Linked DNA regions of Rattus norvegicus: region 1 is linked to region 2. The links are chromatin contacts, called in public Hi-C maps. All regions are on one chromosome and are shown on one strand. The core of a region is the stretch at or near the end of the contact, and the rest is flanking DNA. Distances in the headings are between cores, read along the strand shown.

The links. A called contact is a pair of places that touch in the nucleus more often than the background predicts.
Region 1: a Hi-C map of mammary epithelial cells shows a contact between it and region 2, with 5 times the contacts expected there. The contact joins the enhancer-like site here to the promoter of Hoxd9 in region 2. A contact is called at or near these places in 8 of 12 Hi-C or Micro-C datasets (the A7r5 cell line, the Rat2 cell line, Schwann cells and 5 more).

Annotation. Positions count from the first base shown.
Region 1 is chr3:80,919,504-80,926,576 of GRCr8, forward strand. No RefSeq gene overlaps it. Among named protein-coding and RNA genes, the nearest start is that of Hnrnpa3, 63 kb to the right of the region's middle. Within about 2 kb of position 2,093, at least 8 of the 93 cell types and tissues checked have an H3K27ac peak or open chromatin away from gene starts, as enhancers often do.
Region 2 is chr3:80,005,157-80,011,980 of GRCr8, forward strand. Hoxd9 (homeo box D9) reads left to right here and starts at 2,850. Exons shown (of 2, transcript NM_001173469.2): 1 at 2,850-3,708; 2 at 4,056-5,030. The coding sequence starts at 2,919. The coding sequence ends at 4,297.

The DNA of each region.
Region 1 (7,073 bases), core at 843-3,342, 910 kb after region 2:
CATACAGGCAGAACGCTCATACACACAAAATAAATTTTTAAAAAATAAATGAGTAATGCCATCTCCCCTCTTCCTTAAATACCTGGCACAAAAGCACTAAGTTCCCAGGAGCTTAATAATATGATATTAAATAATACGATATGAATAATGGACTGGACATTCAAGGGAGAATCTAGCAAGACTGAACGACTGGTAAGTAAGAGTTAGAATATTCTGTTCCTAGAAGAGAAAGCTAGGGTTGAATTAGCCACCCTGTTCTTTCTGTAGAGATCTGATGGAAATACTGTTGCATTCTTCGTACTTGTTTTTCTATTTCGTTTTCCAGACAAAGTCTCACCGAGCCCTATCTGGCCTCCTCCTCACTATGTGTGTATCCAGAGTCTGGCCTTGGCCTCCTGCACCTTCTTCTGTTTAGGTCACAGTCATGAGGTACCATGGGGTCAGAGTTACAGTTTTATATTAGAAATATCTAAAACTGTCTGGCTTATAAATTCAGACCAGGGAAATGGACCATTAAATGCTATAATGGATAACAACAATAAAAACAAACAAAAGCACAACTAAAATAAATTTTCCTGAATGATTTTGCAGATGAGCAAGCTTGTCAAGGAAGGCTTGCACACAAACCTCTGTGAACTTGGGAGCTGGCTACTTAAGCCACTTCCAAAGCCAAGATCCCACAGTTTTAATGATAAACATGAATAACCAGACAAATTTAGAACCTGTATACAACTGAACAGAAAATTCAACACTCACACTTGTCACAAGAAGTCAGTACCCACAGAATATAAAACTCACCGTGGGTGTACAGGGCACAGATTTCTGGAAAAATCCCAGACTGATTTCTTATTCATATTTGCAAAGCTTTCTGATTATTTTAATTAGTTGCTTATTTAATAATTCAGAATGTCCTAAATACAATCTGATATTAATCCAATATAATTATTTTGGCTCCAAAAATGCATTCAGCTCATTGAATAATGTGTGTGGCTAGAATAAGAAATGTTGATGCAGCTCTTGGCTCTTCGTACATAGCAACTGTCACATTGATCTATTCTTGGCCCATTATTATTATTTTCAATATATAATTGTTATAATGACGTACATGTCATCAAACAGCCTTTACCACCTCTGCCTTTCAAAAAAAACAGAAAGAAAAAAGAAAAAGAAAAGGCAAGGAAAGTTAAAAAAAAAATAGTGAGTGAGGATTCCAAACCTATTGATTTAGTACCAAATCTAAATAAACCCAGAGGCCCTCTCCTTCTGCACATTGAGTTGAACGAGGTCAGACTGGGCATCTTCCAAATGAAGGGCTTAACTGAACTAACTCTTTCATGATAATAATTTATATTTTAAGATAGCCACTAAAAATTGTCATTTAGCAGATCAATTCCATTAAACGCTCTGAACTTCTCCCCAGTTGTTAATCTCATCTATTACAGATGCTGTTCTGCTGGGAAAACTTCAGCTTTAACTTAATACCAAGTTGCAACAATTCTAAGTAGGCCTGGAATACACCGTCCTGTATGTGAAATAAAACCTTGAAAGATCTTAAATCAAGACAACAATTCTAGAATTCCTTGTTCCCCAAAACACAGACAGACCCTAGGGAGGTTTTGGCAATCGGTGTTAGTGGTAAGATACATGGAGTGTGTGTGTTTGAGGTTTTGTTTTTTTTAATGTATCTTTTTAAAATACACGCTTTCTTGTGTCTATAGTAAAGATTCCACTTTTGTAATTATTGATCAAAGACCAATCAACCCTTACACAAACAAAAAGTTCAGGTCCAGATTTTAATATCAAACACGGTGTAACTGAGGAAGTAGCTTCTCTCAGATGGATAAAAATGTGAACCTTGTGCTATCATCTAGGTGAGCGAGGTAAACAGTACGATGGGCTAATATAAAAATAACATATCCATTAATCAGGTAATGGGGAATTTAAGACGAGTCCAGAACCCTCTTCCACGCCCACCACGCCGCATCTGTTTGAAGCTGGGTCTCTGAAGCTATTTTTGCGCGGTGATTTAGCACCACAGTCCTCTGGGTGATAGTTGAGGAAGCAGATGCTGGGGATCTCGGGGCCAGCCTGGCTCTGACTCACGCGTCGGCTCCCGCTTTGTACTCACATGAGAAGGGGTGGAGCGAACGAAAGGCTGACTTCCCGCCCCGCTGCCAGCTTCCTCAAACTTTCCACTTACGCATTTGCCTGCCTTACCAGCTTCGTTTGAAGTTCCCATGCCAAAATCCTGAACGGCATGTTCCCAGGATGCGTTAAATTTAAAAAAAAAAAAAAAATCAGCGGGGATTTTTTCCAACTGAAATTAAAAGTAAACTGAAAACTAAGAAGAGATCTTTTTTTCCTTTTTTCTCCCTTTAATTTTCTTCTTCCCCACCCCCAACGCCCCTTTTGAGTTGTTCCTCACGGAGGATGGCTCATCCTGGTATCTGCAGAAGAAAGATTTGGGTATGAAAATGACATTGAAAATGTTCCCCTCTAAGCGCCAGCCACAATTCCTACCGGGGAATCATAACCCTTCCCAACGTTTCCTATCTCCAGTTATTTACTGTGAAATGATTGAAGCTAATAACATCCACATTTATTTGGAGATAACATTTCAACTGTCAATTAAAAATTAACGTTTATTAAATGTCCACAGGATATAAATCTTTATTCTTTCTTACTGTATCAGAGCTGACAAGAAGACAGGGGCAATGAAATCTATGATGCTTAAATACTTTTTATACTGGGTTTAAAACAGAAACATGGACCATGTTATTGGCTTAGAATGTGGTTTCTCAAGCAGCAGTTTCTATTAAAGCTAAGCTTTTTACAGAGAAATTAAATTCAATAGCCGGAGTTTTACAGAGCTTTCCTGCGAGCTGCCTTTCATTTACTCACTTTAAAACAGTGGGACCTATAAGGGTAATTTTTTAATTCGGATTCTTATTTAAACAAGTGAGATTTTCTTCCCGAGTGCCACTGTAACTTCTGTGACTTAATGACAGCCCGGAATAATTAATTCAGGCTATTTTTACAGTAGGAATATACAGGAATTGTTAAAGTGGATATGAATCTGGTCCCACCAGCTGGGTTTAATCCCAGCGATGTGAATGAATGAAAGACCATCTTCATGGTGACTACCATATTGTTCTTAGGGTAAGGGCTCATCAGTTGACTGGACCCCTTCACGCTCGCTACATAAATATGTCTTAGGTCTGGAAAGATGGCTCAGTGGTTAAGAGCGATGTCTGCTCCTGCAGGGAGCCCAGGTTCCGTTCCCAGCACTGGTGTGGTGGCTCACAAGTGTCCAGAACGTCCGTTCCAGGGGACCTGATATCCTTTTCTGGCCTCTTTGGGCACACATGTGGTGCACATACCTACCTGCAGACAAAACACTTACATGCATAAAGTAAATAAATCTTTTTTACAAATAAGCATTTCCTGACAGCTCCCAGAAGGAAATGTATTGCAGCAATTCGTAACGTCCTGGAGGGGAGTGAGGCCCATGAAATGAAGAAATGTGCTGAGATGCTCAAAACGAACAAAAGAAGCAACTTAGCCTCAGACTTTCCGTGTTTAGGACCTGCCACATCCAACCAAAAGGTATAGAGACCCAGGTGTGTGGGGGGAGCAGTGTAGCTCAGTGATAGCGTTCATAGGTTGGACCCCCAAGCACTAAAAACAAAAGAAATTTTAAAATCCCCAATAATATTTTGCACAAATACTGAAAGAAAAACACATATGGGGGGGGAGGAACATACCTTTGTAGCTATAACCAATGCTTAGTGGTTATACTACCTAATTCAGTAAAATGTACTGAATTCAGAAATTAATCAAATCTGAAGAATTGTCTGGACAGCCAGGCAGAGAGGTAAATTCTCTATTTACATACTTTTTTTTAATGGCTCACAATCCTGGAACTCACTGTGTAAATCAGACTGGCTTTAGACTCACAGAGATTTGCCTGCCTCTGCCTCTGGATGCTGGGATTAAAGGCATGTGTTATCATGCCCAACACACACACACATATACGTGTGCACACACACACATACACACACACACATACACACACACATACACACACACATACACACACACATACACAAACATACACACTCACATACACACATATACACACACACAACACACACAGACACATACACACACACATACACACACACACACACACACGCACGCGCACACACACACTTTCAAAGGCAAGGTATATAACACCATGGTACATATTAGGGAAGGGGAAACTGTTTTAATCAGTGGTTCTCAGCCTGTTGGTATCAACTCCTTGGTAAACCTCTATCTCCAAAAAATATTTGCATTACAATTCAGAACAGTAGCAAAATTACAGTTATGAAGTAGCAGTGAAAATAATTTTAGGGTTGCGGTCATCACAACGTGAGGAGTTGTGTCAAAGGCTCACAGCATTAGGAATGTCGAGAACCACTGCTTTTAATGAACATATCAACCCTGGTATATAGATCATCTCACCTCACCTGTGTCCTAGGCAGTGCCCACAAGGGGAAGACATTCTGTCGTTGTCATGTCCCCCGATCCCATCACATGGCCCACTTAGTATAATACTGAAGGCCAATTCCCTAGCATCTCAAGGGTTAAACTCTTTGTCGTGCATAATTTTGAAAAAGTAAAGCAACCTGCTTAGGCTGGTTCCACAAGGGAACCAACCACTCCATAATGAGGCTTGGCCTCGCCTGTCCCAGTAGGATTAATTTTGTACAGTAGAGCACCTAGATGAATTAGTTTTGCTTTAAATATTGAGTCCTAAAAGAGTTAAAAGGTGGGAGAATATCAATCAATAATTTTTACATTAACTGCTTTGTATATGACAAAACAAAATTAGCTTTGGCATTCTAACCCCTTCATCTGGCATTTCTGACTGGCCCTGAGTTTTGAATAAAGAATCAGACGTCTTAAAAGCCAACGGACACATGCACAGATTTTCCTGGTCCACAATGCTAACTCGCTGCCCTGCTTGTCAGAGATGTTATGATTACCTACCATACATTTTGCAAGACTGTAAACACAATTTCTACTTATTAAAACAATCCTGTCCTGGAAATAAGAATTTGTTCTGTGTGTGTGTGTGTGTGTGTGTGTGTGTGTGTGTGTGTGTGTGTGTGTGTTGTTTTGTTTTAATATTGAAGGTGTTCTGCTTTAAATTTAAGTGAAAATAATAACTTAGTGTCTAATGTTAGGGGGGTTTTTTTATTACATTTTACTTGGTTGTGTTTTCCCAATATCTACCCTTCCCTTTCGTAAAACTGACTTCTACTGAAATACCTTTAAGGAATTAAAATCACTTCTACAAGTAAGAACAAATTTAAACTAAAACTCTAGTGTTTTAACGGTCTTTTCAGGTTAAACACCTATCAAAATGTAAATAGATGATTTCTTTTCAAGCAAGATGAAATCGGGTTTTTAACCTGGCCAATTGCCCGAATAAATAATCTTTAATATTATTTGGTCATCTTTTGGTAATTAAAATGGCATATCACAACCAGTTTGAATTTATATCCATGTGACAAGAAAGTTATTTAAGACATAACTGTGGATAGAGGAAATGTCTCTTTAACAGATTCTTTGACGAATGCATCTAACAGGAAGCAATGGCTTTCAAACGCACATAAAAACAAGAAGCAGTTGAACAGCGCCACCCAGAGGTAAGAAGTATATAACATCTTGAGATTAAATCGCGAACCTTTCTCAGCCGTCCTTACAGCCTTCCAGATGTTTCTCTAGTAACACATCAGACATCGCTGACTCCTGGGTCTGTATTGAAATCTAGCATTTTAGTAGGTAAAACTAAATGTTTTTCTGCTTTATTTCTGCTGGTTAGTTCTTTTCTTTTGAGACAATGAACAAACAGACTGAATAACGGGCAAAAAGCCTTCCAGAAATGCATATAATCCACCTACCTTTCTTTACCTCAACGAAATTATTAGGAAAGTCCGTTTTTAAAAGAACCGTTCTGTCTCTACTCCACTATTCCGTGCACTCCTAATCATGTTTCTGTCTGAGTTTTTTGAACTACTGCATATTTCTGAACCAAGATTATATAACCTTGGAAGAGATCTTAAGAAATCCATTGAAACCCTCCCATCGGCACCATAAAAAGAGGATTACATACATAAGAACCCAGGGCAAGTACAAGAAAACGCGGCAAAGAGTACTTTTATATTATTCTACAGGAACTGTAAATTTGACTGTTTAAAAAAAAAATCTTATGCACGGATGTGGTACTGAGGATGTGGTGCAGGCAAAACACCGTACACACAAGAATAACTTTTAGATGTTTAAGAGTTATTTGGGCCAAAATCAGAATGAGCTTGGCGATCTGTAACTCCAGAATCGGTGTATTCTTGAACCCAAGACAAGCTGCGGCTGCGCTGAGCTACACTGCAGGGAAAAGGCCTCGCTCTCCCGCGGCTTTCAGCCAGCTCGGATAACCCAGCACAGGCAATTTGGAGAAAGGCGTAGAACCGGGTTGCTCCTAAGCAGAGGTGCACGCGTGCAGGTAACCCAGGGCTTTGCAGGCTCCGCGTGCGGGGTCTGTAACTGCGTTGCCCTGGCTATCCGTCACTCGTCCTCTCAAGACCCCGGCTCCCCGGCTGTTGCTTTCTAATCGCCTGAGAAGCAACCTTAGTGTGACAAGAATCAGGCTCCTCTGTTCTGATCTGCATCTTTAGCCTAACAATGAGAAATGTGTTTCCATAAACTTAAAAGAGGCGGGGAAATGATGCCAAAGCCATTACTTACTGCTTCGGGTTGGAAGGAAGACACCTGTCCCTTTTTAGACGAGTAATAAAGGATAAAACTATGACAAAGCCGTCAGCGTTTCATCTGGAAAATAAAGGGAATCGGCTGGCGCTCTCCTAAAGAAAAGCAAAATGCCTTCACCTCCCACTCTATAATCTGCATCAGAATCTAGCCTCGATTTCACGTTGTCCTCAACCTTACAAAATGGGAGAAAATTATACTGTCATGAAAACCAATGCAGAAGGGTCTCCTTTTTTCAAACACTCCCCACGTGTCTTTAT
Region 2 (6,824 bases), core at 1,600-4,099:
GTTTGTTCCCTCTGCTTTCTGAAATGGAAATACGTCCCTTTGGGGAGGGTCTCTTGTGACTAAACTGCTCTTCGGGGGCAGTTGAGTAGGGGCGTTGGGGGGGGCAGGAGAAAGGAGATGGGAAGAGAAAGGCTGGAGGAGACCTAGGGTGCTAGAGTATGAGCATGATGGAGTGAGAAGAGTTTATGATTCAGCCTGGGAGTTCAGTCTTCTTAACTGGGAAGACTGTTCTCTCTTCCCCCACACCCTAATCTTACTAATATAATTGCATCCTCAATGGGATGAGCCTTCCTCTACCTCAAGCCTGGAGCCTGGTAAGTAAGCCTATGCCCTATGCCAGTTTTTGCCCTCAGTTCCCCACCTGTATGTTTTCTTCTCTTTGGTTTTGGTTATGTTATTTTTTAATGCTTTCAGTGAGCTCTTGGTGACTTCTGGCTGGGGAATCCATCTTCAGGGGCTAGGTTGAAACTAGTATTGCCTACCTGGAACCTGCCTGGCCGCCATTGCAGGAACAAGCAACAGCTTGGCATGGCACTGGATCCAATGGTGCCCCCCCCACCCCCTTTCTCTTTCCCACCTGCCCCAAGCTCAAGACAACCAGACCCAGCGAAGCCAAGGTTGGGTGAGTTTTCTCATTTTACTTTACCTTGGTTCTTTTTCCTTCCGAAATGGATTAATATTCAGTCATTGCCTTTGAGTGGCCCACATTAACTTTTGAAAGGAAAAATGGAAATATTCCCCCAGTCAAATCTCTCACTATTTAGTTACAAAACACTCATCGAAGCCCTCTCTGAGCTGTCAGGTGACTGAAAGAATTTGCAAGTGACCATGACTTCCCAACAAGTCTGTCCAATGGGCCTTTTACACACATAGATTGGAAAATTCAAACCAGCTTCTGTAGAATCCCCACCGTTGAACCCACATCCATCCAGTGCTGCCAGGAAAAGGGAAAGAGGTTCTTGTGGAGAGAGGTGACTAAACTCATTGCCCCAGGTCCGGCCTGTGGTTTTAGCCCATCTTCAAAGAATTTCACAAAACAGGATTTTTGTTTTCTTTTAAATACAGGCCCTTTTCCTCTCAAAGAACGGTCCATTTAGTATCTCTGCGCTTCAGAGCCCCCATCCAGACATTCTTTGGGATGCTCAGTATTTATTCTTTTAAATTTCCGCTCCCAAATCCCAAATCCTCCCAAATCCCAAGCCGGGTCCCTTTAGGGGCATATTTTCTGAGGCTAGCAGAGAGAGATGTCTGACTCAGTACTAGCTTGAGAGGTCTGGGATAAATCTGCCCCTGACTTACCTTGGATGGGCATAAGAAGTAGAGTAATTTTAACCCCTGCGTCTGTCTTTCCCAGCGATGTGGGGAGCACCATTAGTCGCTGATAGGGGGAAACCTGTGCTACAGGAAAAGGGCAGGCCCCTGAAACAAAATCAGAAAGACATTCGCAAAGGCAATCAATCAGGCCCTAAGGAGCCATTTACCCGCTTTCTTTCCGGGGCTAGAGGTGGGCTGGGAGCCCTCCAAGGGTGCTCTGGGCAACTTGTAGAGCGAGGGATATGTTCTCTCAGCCGCCGCAGGCTGGCGTGCGGCTTTTGTCTCCGGGCTAGGCTTTGTACCATGGATTTGGGAGTGACAATGGTCATTTCTCTCAGATTCAAGGCTGCCCGGCCTTACTTCTCAAGGCAAGTGGGGAAAACTGGAAAGGGGGTGGATCAAAGACCTCTTATTCCTTCTGGATTTTGAAGACATCCTTAGAATCCGTTTGCAGGCCTCTCAGTGTGAATGTCACGCAGCGACCCTACCTTCGGAGATGCGGTTCCTGCAGGCCTCACTGAGACTGGGCTAATTTGGCTAGTGAGAACCGGCCTCACTGGCCTTTGGGTTTTCCCCTCTGTGGCATGTTTTCTTCCAGGGCCATTCCAGAAGGCTAGGAAAAGATGAGGCATCATGGCCACCACTGTCAGCTGCTTTGGACTTCAGTGCTCGCTACCTAACCGAGGGCAGAGAGACACCCCTTGGAGGCTGCCCCTTGGAAGCCATGCTGAGCTGGATCAGGCCCTGGAGTCCAGTTGACCCAGCTCACCCCTTGAGCCTCGGGTCGTGTGCCTAGCCTCACGTTGAGGGTGTGCGTGTAGCTGCCCGGGGAGTGTGTGAGTGTGGTAGAGGGAGGGGGCCCTCCGAGCTGCTCCATCCGTCCGTTTTATTAGGGACACATTAATCTATAATCAAATACACCTCATAAAATTTTTATTGAAAGGCATAATATCATTACAGAGGTCTTCCACCTGTTTTAAACAACACGACAAGCTGTGAGAGAGCGTGTGTGGGTATGTGTGGGGAGGGGTGGGTTTAGGTAAGAAAAGAGGCTAGGGGAGAACGACTCCCTTTGGGCGACAGGGGGCCCGCCCCGTAAGGCCCGCCTGCCTGGGGCAGCACCGGCCGGGGAGCCTCCAACTGCTCCCGGCTTTGGATAATCGCCTAGGTGTGACTTAGAAGCCCGGCCCACGGCTCAGAGCCCAGGAGTCGGAGAGCCAGAGTCCGGGTGGAGATCGCAGGACCCAGAGAGGCAAGAAGAGATGAACAAATAGTCCCCAGCGCCTCCTGCGGCCGCAGTTAGGCCTGTGGTCGCCGCCGCCACCAGGGCGGGCTGAGTCGGGCCAGGCCGAGCTGGTGCGTGGACCTGGGCCCGGCAGCTCTAATTGCAACGCTCCTGTTGATGATGATTTTTTTTTTTAAATCACAGCAGCCCCCAGTTTAGCGGACTGATTTACTCCGGGTATTGGTAAATATGATCACGTGGGCCGCGCGACCAATGGTGGTGGCTGCAGCCTGCGAACTAGTCGGCGGCTCGGGCGCCGGCGAGGAGCCGCTCGGCGGTGGGCAGTGTAACCTTGGGTGGGAGCGCGCGGTGCCTCAACATGTCGTCCAGTGGCACCCTCAGCAACTACTACGTGGACTCGCTCATAGGCCATGAGGGCGACGAGGTGTTCGCCGCGCGCTTTGGGCCACCGGGGCCGGGGACACAGGGTCGGCCCGCAGGTGTGGCCGATGGCCCGGCCGCCGCCGCCGAGTTCGCCTCGTGTAGTTTTGCCCCCAAATCGTCCGTGTTCTCCGCCTCGTGGTCCGCGGTGGCCGCCCAGCCCCCGGCGGCGGCGACGATGAGCGGCCTGTACCACCCGTACGTGTCCCCGCCGCCCCTGGCCGCCGCCGAGCCGGGCCGCTACGTACGCTCCTGGATGGAGCCGCTGCCCGGCTTCCCCGGCGGCGCGGGCGGTGGCGGTGGCAGTGGTGGCGGCGGTGGCGGAGGTAGCGGAGGCCCGGGTCCCGTTCCCAGCCCCGGCGGTCCAGCCAACGGGCGCCACTACGGGATTAAGCCTGAAACCGGAGCAGCCCCGGCCCCCTCTGCAGCCTCCACTTCCTCCTCCACCTCCTCGTCCTCCTCCTCCAAAAGGACTGAGTGCTCCGCGGCCCGCGAGTCCCAGGGGAGCGGCGGCCCAGAATTCCCGTGCAACTCGTTCCTGCGGGACAAGGCGGCAGCGGCGGCGGCGGCGGCGGCAGGGAACGGGCCCGGGGTGGGAATCGGGACCGGGCCTGGGACGGGAGGCTCGTCCGAGCCCTCAGCTTGCAGCGATCACCCGAGCCCGGGCTGCCCGCTGAAGGAGGAGGAGAAGCAGCCGCCGCAGCCGCCGCAGCAGCAACTTGACCCAAGTAAGTGCAAAAGAAATTGCCCCCTGATTTATTGCTGAAACCTGTAAGGCTCGAATGTGCAAAACTGATAGTTTTACTAACCTATAAAAACGTCTAGACGCCTACCCAAGCCTAGGCGAGCAACACGTATCCATAAAAAAGCTTCCCATAACCACCTACCTTGGGCGCGCGGTTTGTACGGTAAACAGAGCGCGGGCATTAAGGTTTTTTATGATAATTCCCCCAAGTTGTGAAAAGCGTCCATCCTTGGTGAAATTAATTTAACGACCTCTCTTCCCCACCCTGTCGTCTCTCCCTGCCTCCCCTCCGCCCCTCGCTCCCTTGTCTGCAAACCCCCCTCTTCCTAGACAACCCTGCAGCGAACTGGATCCACGCTCGCTCCACCCGGAAAAAGCGCTGTCCCTACACCAAATACCAGACGCTAGAGCTGGAGAAGGAATTCCTCTTCAACATGTACCTCACCCGGGACCGGCGCTACGAGGTGGCCAGGATTCTGAACCTTACAGAGAGACAAGTCAAAATCTGGTTCCAGAACCGTAGGATGAAAATGAAAAAGATGAGCAAGGAGAAATGTCCTAAAGGAGACTGACCCAGTGCGGGTCAGGCCTGCAGCGCTCAAAAGGCAGCGGGTTTTGGTTTTTTGTTGTTGATTGTTTTCTTTGTGGGTGCTTGATTCAGAAACTCTGCAGCGATTCGGACATTCTTCTTTTTTTTTTAGGTAGAAGTGACTGTGTGGTTGGTCTCTGTGAGTTATTTGGGGGACGCTGTATTTGCTCGCATATGTATTGGAGAATCCAAGTGGCTTTGGAGTCTTGTCCTATCTCACTCCCTCCCTTTCCCACTCCCTTGGTTCCTTAGGAAATGCTTTATTTTGTGAGTGCACGCAGGCTTGATGGAGCCCTATCCTGTGTAAATGTTCCTCATGTTTCTGGAAAGTGCTGTAGTGTAGTCTCACCCCATCCAGCCTCCCAAACAGGGCCAACTATCTAATTCCGAGAATCTGAAAGAAGAGAAAGACTGTGGACACACACCCCCTCCCCCAAAAAACCCAGCTCAGCTGCAGGAAAACCCCTATCCTCAGGGAGCCCGCGGACTGACTTCCAGAGAGGCCTACCAAGAAGCCCTGGGCCCTGGGACACGAGGTTGGGGTGGGGTTGAGGAGAGGCTTAGTCCTTGGAGCACGGGGAAGCTACTTTCTCCCCAGGAGGGCTGGGCTCCCTGGGGCGGCCTCGGGAGGTGGCCCTCCATATTCCTGCCTGAGGACCAGTTGTAAATGTTACCGCTTCCTACAAATAAATGCTGATCTGAACAAATGGAGCCCAGCCGCTGCCCCTGAACGTTGTGTGACTGCTCTCTGTGTCTTTGCAAAATAACATAACCATCAGACTGTCCCATCCCTGAAAGGGGACACATAGCTAAAGGTTAGAGGCCCTAGCACCTGGAGGGTCTCTGAGGCACCCCGGAGCTTCCCATTTTGTAAGCACACCTGGCTGAAGAGCACAACTGTCGAAGGTGTCTTGGCACTTCCACTCTCCTGCAGTCAGGGCCACAGTGAATTCCCTTAGGCCCTGGGTAAGTCTCTCTGCAGAGCCTCTGGCGCCAGGAACCAGGCATCCTTTTGCTAAGGCTTTGACACACCGCACTTCTGACTTACTTCTATCCTGGAGACCCAGCCGCCAACCCCCATCTCCAAACAAGGGAAAGGGCACTCTGGAGTAACTCCCCCAGGCCGGCGAGGCTGGCTGGCTCCAGGAGGTCCTGGCCGGTTGGGTAGTGAGCTTTCACCCCTCCCCACCAAAGCCCCAATGTGACCTTAGCAGATCAAAATGGTCAAGGCTCTCCTCCCCATACCCTTATCCTGCCGCCCATTCCCTCCACCCAGCTTCTGTGTATGTTTAGCCCCCAGCTTGGCCCTCTGAGGCCGCTTTGAGAGGCTAAAATGAAGGTCATTGTGAGGGTTCAGGCGAATCACTGGCGTTGTAGGCCCTAGAGGAGGCCGCGGCGCCGGGCAGCCTGGGTTGGGCGGAAGGCAGGGGTGATGGTCGAGATCTTGGGGATCCTGATGAAAGAGGGGGACTCCAAGAAAAAGCAGATGGGGGCTGGGAGGGAAAGCCAAGGCCCAGATCCGGCCGAAGGTGCTGCATCCTCCGCCCATTAGGCCAGGCGGATACCTACAGCTCTTTGAAAACAGGAAGAGCCAAGGTGTCATAAAGCCATCGAGCCGGCGAGACGTCTGGAGGTAATGAGTTTACGACAGCCCAGGCGCTTCGCTTTGAAACCATCTCATTTTGATGTTTGTGGGAGGAAAAGAAAAATGCAGACAAAACTGGGTCTTAAAATCTGGACAATAAAATATAAACAAGACCTGGACCAAGAAGGAAAGGGCTTGGAAGCCCCCCAGTGAGGTGTGAGCATCCAGGAAATAAAAAATGAGAGGTGATATATTTCTGATTTTTAAAATTGAGCGAACGTTAGAGGTATTCTATGGCCGGTGGCTCTTTAATATTTTGACTGTGGCCATGATGTGTCTGGTTCTTTTAATAAGAAAAATAAGACAATAATGACACTATGCTGTTACTTGAGATGGGGGTGGGGGGAGGCAGGGTAGTGATCTTGGGCCATTTATTCAAGCAAGCATCTCTTAGAATTATGTCTTCACGGGTTCTCCACTCCACATTTCAGGCAAAATATAGAAGTTTGTTCGCTTATTACAGATACAGTCATTTAAGCTAAATTGGGAAAAAACATTTCTGAAAATGAGAGACAAATTAATTTAGCAAGAAACACACTGATTCTTTTAAAAAAAGACAAGTAGACCACTTATCCAATTCTGTTCAGTCTGTCACTTATACAACTTTAAAAAATTCGCATTTATCGTCTGGAGAAATTTGAATAAACATAAGCCCAACAGGGACTTTCCAAACAGGCACTTGACATGCAGCAAAAGCTTCTAATTTGACTTTAATCCATTCCAAATTATTCAGTTAAATACAAAACATTACAATTAGAAAGTTGAATTAGCAAATACTGATGATTTAATGTTGTAGCAGCCTTTAAAAGAAAAACAGTATTTGACTTCCAGAAATTTTTTAGCTGTCAAAGTGCCTGGTTTCTTT